2 separate regions of the Sus scrofa genome follow, and region 1 is linked to region 2. The links are chromatin contacts, called in public promoter capture Hi-C maps. All regions are on one chromosome and are shown on one strand. The core of a region is the stretch at or near the end of the contact, and the rest is flanking DNA. Distances in the headings are between cores, read along the strand shown. Region 1 holds the start of ALS2CL (ALS2 C-terminal-like protein). Region 2 holds the start of FAM240A.

What was found. Promoter capture Hi-C pulls out the DNA fragments that hold promoters and counts their contacts.
Region 1: a promoter capture Hi-C map of fetal liver shows a contact between it and region 2, with 2.3 times the contacts expected there. The contact joins the promoter of ALS2CL here to the promoter of FAM240A in region 2. A contact is called at or near these places in 1 of 5 promoter capture datasets (fetal liver), 1 of 47 Hi-C or Micro-C datasets (retroperitoneal adipose tissue) and 1 of 2 datasets of contacts at active chromatin or transcription factors (skeletal muscle).

Annotation. Positions count from the first base shown.
Region 1 is chr13:29,617,351-29,620,423 of Sscrofa11.1, reverse strand. It overlaps ALS2CL (ALS2 C-terminal-like protein), which reads left to right and starts at 1,509. Exons shown (of 26, transcript XR_002337512.1): 1 at 1,509-1,594.
Region 2 is chr13:29,568,729-29,571,949 of Sscrofa11.1, reverse strand. FAM240A reads right to left here and starts at 1,894. Exons shown (of 2, transcript XM_013981588.2): 1 at 1,693-1,894. The coding sequence starts at 1,835.

The DNA.
Region 1 (3,073 bases), core at 260-2,759, 49 kb before region 2:
GGCTGTGCTGCAGAGGGCCAAGGGCAGGTGGACCCTGTGGAAACCATCTTTTGAGCACTACCAAGGGCATTACAATGTACCAGCAATGCCAGGAGAGAGGCTGGGCATGTCTTGCTCCATCTGTCAGGCAGTAAAACTGGGCTTGACAATGCTTATGATGTTATCCAGTAAGTGGGGAGTGGTCGAGGCAAGACTGGCCCCCAGCCTTCCAATTTCCCTAGATATGGCTGAACAGGAAGTCTGGGCTCTGGGGAGGAAGCCAACAGGGCCCTTCCCTTCCTGCTTGAGCCTAGGCAGCACTGTGTTCCCTCAGATACAGGCACAGATGAGGAAACTGAGGCCCAGAGAGGGGTAAGGCCTGACCCAGAGACACCCAGCACAAGATCAGGGCTTGTCCTATCTGCCCGTTTTGTTGCAAAGTGGTGAGAACACATGCTGCCGGACCATCTTGCTCTCTCCACATGTGGCCATGGCCACTCTTCAGCCCTTGGCCCTTCCTCCCAAGCACCAGAGACCTCTTGCCTGCCCACCCCTATATGCCAGGTGACCCACAGACCTGCCAAGAAACCGTCAAACATGCCATGCATGCCCCTCCACTGGGGATCTCTTTTCAGCAAAGCAGGATGGGGAATGCCTTCCACTGCCTCAGGCTTGAGTGGAGGGTTGGTGGGCCACCCTTTCTGCTCTTCCACTGCCTGTCTCTGGACAGGTCTTCTTGGCCTCAGTGTTGTCAGCTGTGAAAGAGGCAGTGATGCCAGCCATACCCTGGAACCTGGGTATTGTAGGAAGTGAATAGAGGACTGGGCAGCAGACAGTGAACTCCTTTGTTACAGGTGTGAACCGTGGGCTCTCCCCATCCCTGGAGGTCTGCCGGGACTAGGCTTCCACCATCTTTTCCAAGGTAGCAGTCCTGGCACACAGTCAGCTGCTGGCTTCACACTCTATTGGACCATGTTGACTCAAGAGTGGGGACAGAGGACTTTCCCCAAGGTCACTCAGACTAGGGTGGCAGCTGGCCCGGAAGCTGGGCCCACAGGGATCAGCTTTGGTATACCCCACTCTGGCACAGGTTTCACTGGCCCATCAGGGCTCCTCCTGTGCCGTCCTCTCTGACTCGTGCAGGTCGAGGTTATGGGGCTACACCCAGACCCGCAGGGTATCAGAATCTGGTGGCAAAGGGGACTGGGAAGGACCCTGCCGGAACAAGGAAACCGAGGCTGCTTTCCCAGACACAGCCCGGCTCTCCTGGGCGTGAGCGTGTGTGGGTGTGCCTGTGCGTTGGGGAAGGGCGGAGGGGTCCTGCTCCCGCCTCCTCTCCTCCTCCCCCTACCCTCCACTGGGTCCCAGAATCTTGCAGACCGTGGAGGATGCCAGTCGGAGACCTCCTGAGCTAGGTGGACGGATGCAGCGTTCTGCCTCCTCCCAGGCAGGCGCCTAGCCTCTGACCAGGAGCGGCACCCCGAGGCGGGGCGGGGGCGGGGCGGGGCGGGGGCGGGGCCTTTGGGGGTGAGGGCGGGGCCGGCGGCACTGGGCGGGCGTCAGCCAGCGAGCAACCGCAGCCGCATTCCCTGAGCCGGGCGCCAGCACCGCACAGGTAAGGGCCCCGTAGAGGTCGTGCATGTGGAGCCGCGCCCCTCTGTTCTCCCTTCTCGCTCCAGCTGGGACTTTCACTTCCACGTTCCCTCAGGCCGTCACATCGCCGCCCCTCCTTCTTAAATACAACTGTCCAAATTTGTCCGAAGGTCCCTCCGTCCCAGCAGGGTTCAGCTTCATCTTTCCTGCTTTGCGGTCACCCGGCTTGCGGTTAGGGACAGCGGAGGGGCAGCTTCCCTGGGCCCGTGCATGGCACGAGGGCAGTGTCCAGGGGCTTGGTCTGGGCCGTGTGGCGATCCCACCGCACCTCACCCAGCGGACAGACTGCCAGGAGAAGGTGACGCCAGCTGGTGTTGCCCGCTGTGAGGACGGCATGGGCAACTGTTCCTGGTGGCTGGAATAGGATCCCATGTTTGGGAAATTCCAGTGACTGTGTGTGCCTGGCCAGGGAGAAGAAAAATGCAACCAGAGAGATTGGGAGGGTGGGGGGTGGCGTGTAGGACAAGAAGGCTGGAGCCACAGAGGGTAAGAGGAAGAGTGCAGGGAGAGGTGCAGGTGGAGACTGTGACAGGTCTGCAGTGACAGTTCAGTGTTCCCTCCCTTGGGCAGCCCCTCCCTCTGTCTACCACTGAGCTTGCTGGATGATGGGGCAGGGGAGAATGTTCCAGGTTAGCCCAAGAAAAAGCCTCCACAGCAAGCAGCTTGTCCAGACCAGGAAATAAAGGAGTAAGTGCCATGATAGGGTGTGGCCAAGGTGGAGAGAGGCCTTGGAGAGGGCAGAGGCGGCCTCAGTGACTCTTCCTGAGAGGGACCTAGCCTGGGCAGAGGCCAAGAATGTGAGGGGGAGAGAGAGAGAGCATGAAGGTCTGACTGTTGGTTAGATTGCCACAGGGACCAGCAGCTGACTCACCTGGGCACGCCAAGACAAGCCAGTCTGTCCTCACCCTGCCCCTTGGGGTACATGAAGGCTGCCTGGGGAGCCTAGGTACTTGCTGTGTATCCTAAGGTGAGTTGCCCAGGCTTTCTGAACTACCTAGTTCAGGTGAGGTCTGAGCCCTGTACATGCTCTAAAGTTGGTGTCTCTGGGCCCTCCCGTTCTTTGCCATATGTATATCATGTGCAGCCTTCCACTAAGGAATCTTAGAACTGGATGGAAGTAGAGGGTAAGGAGGCCATGCCCTTGACCAGAGAGGAGTGGATTGGAGGTAGGACTGGGCTATGAAGGGGTTGACTCCTGCTGGGTCCATTTGTATTAGACTCAGCATCTCTTCTTCCTCCTCCCCTGCCAACATACACACTCAGGCACACTCATGCCTGGCCTGGCCCCTGCCCTCACATTCTCCTCACTGCCTCCATGATGAAGCCCTAAAACTTCCTAACTTGGGAGCAGGGACTCTCGGGGCCATGAGACCAGATGTCTAATTTTTACTGTGTTCTTCTCCCCACCCGCCACCTCCCAGCCATACTTAACCTCTGGCCT
Region 2 (3,221 bases), core at 645-3,144:
ACATCTCGATGCTGCTATGTTCAAACCTGGATTAAATGTGAGTAAGTCAGAGGGAGGGGAACTGACATTTGGGGGCCAGCCTTGGGCCCTGCCCCATGCTGTGTGCCTTTTCTTATGTGAGCCTCAGGACAGCCTAATGAACCAGGACTGTCTTCTCCAATTATGAAGGGACAATGTGGAGTAGTGGTGAGGAGCAGAGATCCTCTGGAGCCGGGTGACCCGGGTCCAAATCAGAAGAAATAGGAGAAGGATAAATAGGAAGTTGGAGTCTTGCCACCCCACAAGCATCTTTTTTGCAGTCATTTGTTATGTGTGTAGACAGAGACTGCACACATATATTTTAATGTTTTAACAAAGCACAGTTTTCTTCAGAGCCCATTTGGTTCACCCCTTGGCTTACTCCTTGCTTGGAGCAAGGGTTTTGCATCATCCTCAGGCCAGTTTTACTCCACCTCGGGCCTTCTATGGACTTCCCCATGGAACACACACTTGTCCCAGGACTCAGTGTGGCCTCTGGTGTGCAGCATGCTGAGTGGCCTGGCCTGGGAGGAGGAAGATGGCAAGGACTGCAGAAATGACTGGCCACATGACTCAGTTCTCTGAGAATCCCTGGATAAGATGCCCTACTCAATACTTCAGTGCGGAGGACAGCCTGCTTTTACTTGCCTGTGGCCAGGAATATGGCTGAGCAGGTGTCTGCACATGGAATAGGCTGGGTTTCCCTCTAGGGCTCAGGATGGGGTGTTGGAAGGCAAACAGTGGGTTTAACTCTTGTGAGTTAATTCATATTCTCATCCCAGCAACCATGGACTAACAGTTTGGAGTCATGGGCTCTGCTATTGGGCCAGCACACACCTGTGCCACCACCCTCTGGCCACACACTAGCTGTGTCAGTGAACAGACAGCAGCTGGGCTGTTCCCTGCGAGGGGATGGAGAACTGAGCCTTTTCTTGTGGCCTGTGGGTGACTCCCTGCAGCCACTAGGAGGCAGTATGTAAGAGGGTGGTGCTGTGCCACTATTTCCACAGAGACTGCAACCCTGGTTTGCTCCTGTGAGTAGCTGCTCTCCACTGACTCACTCGGCTAGAACAGGGATGCACACCAGAGTGCTGAAAGCCCGTTGGCCCTCCTCCCAGAACCATGCAGGACATCCTGTGTCTTTACCCAAACAAGTACTGAGAATTGGTCACTGTCTCCTTTGCTTGCTCTTCTTGGATATATCTGCTGACCTACTCCCTAAATTTAGTGTAACCCTCACGCACTAGAAATGGTGACAGAGAGGAGAGAGTTTTCTGTTTATAGAGATAAGAACTAGAGTATACATTTGTTAACTTCAAAGAATTTTAAAAGTTACTGCCTATAACCATGGATGGTGACAGGACTCCATGCATAGAAAATTAAAATAATTTTGTCCTCTAGGATGCCTATCTGGCATTTTTCTGAAATAAATTTGGCTTTTAAAAACAGGTAAGCAAAGGTGATTATGATATGCCCATGTTGGTTTATGGATCATAGCTCTGGTGGGGGGGGCATGTTGCTGGTGGGAGAGGCTATGTGTGGCGGGAAGAGGGTGTATGGAGATTTTCTACTTTCTGCTCAGTTTTGCTGTGAACCTAAAACTGCTCTAAAAATTAATCTATATTTAAAATTAATTAATTTTAAAACGTTTAAAATTTTAAACGAGCCACGTACTTTCTCAGTGCACTTCTACCCAGGCGATGTTCTTCTGACTCTCGGTAGTAAGTCTGCTTGCCAATTTCCCTTTCCCAGAAGCGTTTGAGCTCGTGACAGGTGTTCCGGCAGAAGACCTCTCGGCGGACGTACTGATTGTTCATCCCCTGAAAAAGAAGATATCAGCTGAACCCTCATAGAACATGCTCCCTTAGACTTTGGAAGGTACAGACTGTTTGAATCTAGACCCTGCCATTTACCTGAGGGGACCCGAGTCAGGCACAGAACCTCACGAGAAGGATACAGTGGTTTGTTGATGGGTTACAGAGGTGTGACTGCAGAAGCTCCCTGCTGGAGCTTGGCATGTCATAGGCACCCTGGAAAGTGCCCTCTATCCTTCCTTCCTCCTCACAGAAGAATGGCTTCTCAGCTTTTTATCAGCAGGTGGTGTGTGCCAGGCACTTTATGCCCAGGTCTCTTTAGCTATCACCACATCCCCTTCCTCATTTTATAGATGAGACATTTGAGAAGTGACAGAACTTGTGCGTGGTCCCACAACCATAAGTGGCATAAGGCAGGCTGTGTATTCTGAATGTTTTCAAGCCCTTTACTTTACTAAAAAGGTTTGTCGCAGATAATGGTCCCAACGTCTGACACATCCAAGCAACCAACTTGGAGGTGTGCGCATGTGTGCGTGTGCGTGTGTTTGTCCCTGTGCATGTGTGGATGCTTGTGTATGGAGTCATACATGTCAGACTCTCAAGAATACTCACTTTTTACATGAAGAGACCCATTCCCAACTCCCAGACCTCAGTGGGTCCAGCAGACAGGTCAAAATCACAGGCTGGAGGGTGAAAGTGGGTGTGGGAAAAGGCTAAGGCTACTGCAAATGTCCAGGGAGAGGCTATGACCAGGTGATAGAAGCAAGGGTAATGAAGAGTGGATGGATTCACAGGGATTCTGGAGGTGGTAAGCTACATGTGGAACGTGAAGGTGAAAGATGTCAGTGGAGGTGCCCTGGCTGTGCGTGTGCAAATGTGGGCCACCTGGGAGGAGGGCTGCAGAGAGGGACCTTGAGCAGTGCTGGACAGTTTGAGTTGCCTGGGTGCTGACGTCCAAGGGGAAATACTGAAGTCAGGAATCAGCATGAGGGTCTGGATCACAGCTCTCTCAGAAAGACTGAGCGAGCAGTGGGCATGGTGGGAGTAGAGAGGGGTTCGAAGCCAGGTGTTCACTCCAGACCTGTTCATCCATTCACTTGATGCACCTTCTATTTGATGATAGATTCTCCAGGCCTCGGTTTCCTCATCTTTAAAATTTCTCTGAAGATTAAATTTGATCACGAATATGAAAGTGTTTTGCAGTTTATAAAGTTCTGAATAAATATAACTTTTGTAGTTCTAAAACCTCAAATTTGTATAGGGTATAGTACTATAATTAACAGTAAGTAAGTATCACAACTGCCCCAACTTTCTTTATAGAGGCAGGAGATAATTCTACTTCTCTTCTCTATTCTTTCTGGATCCATGTCTGTTGACCTTGACTGACCT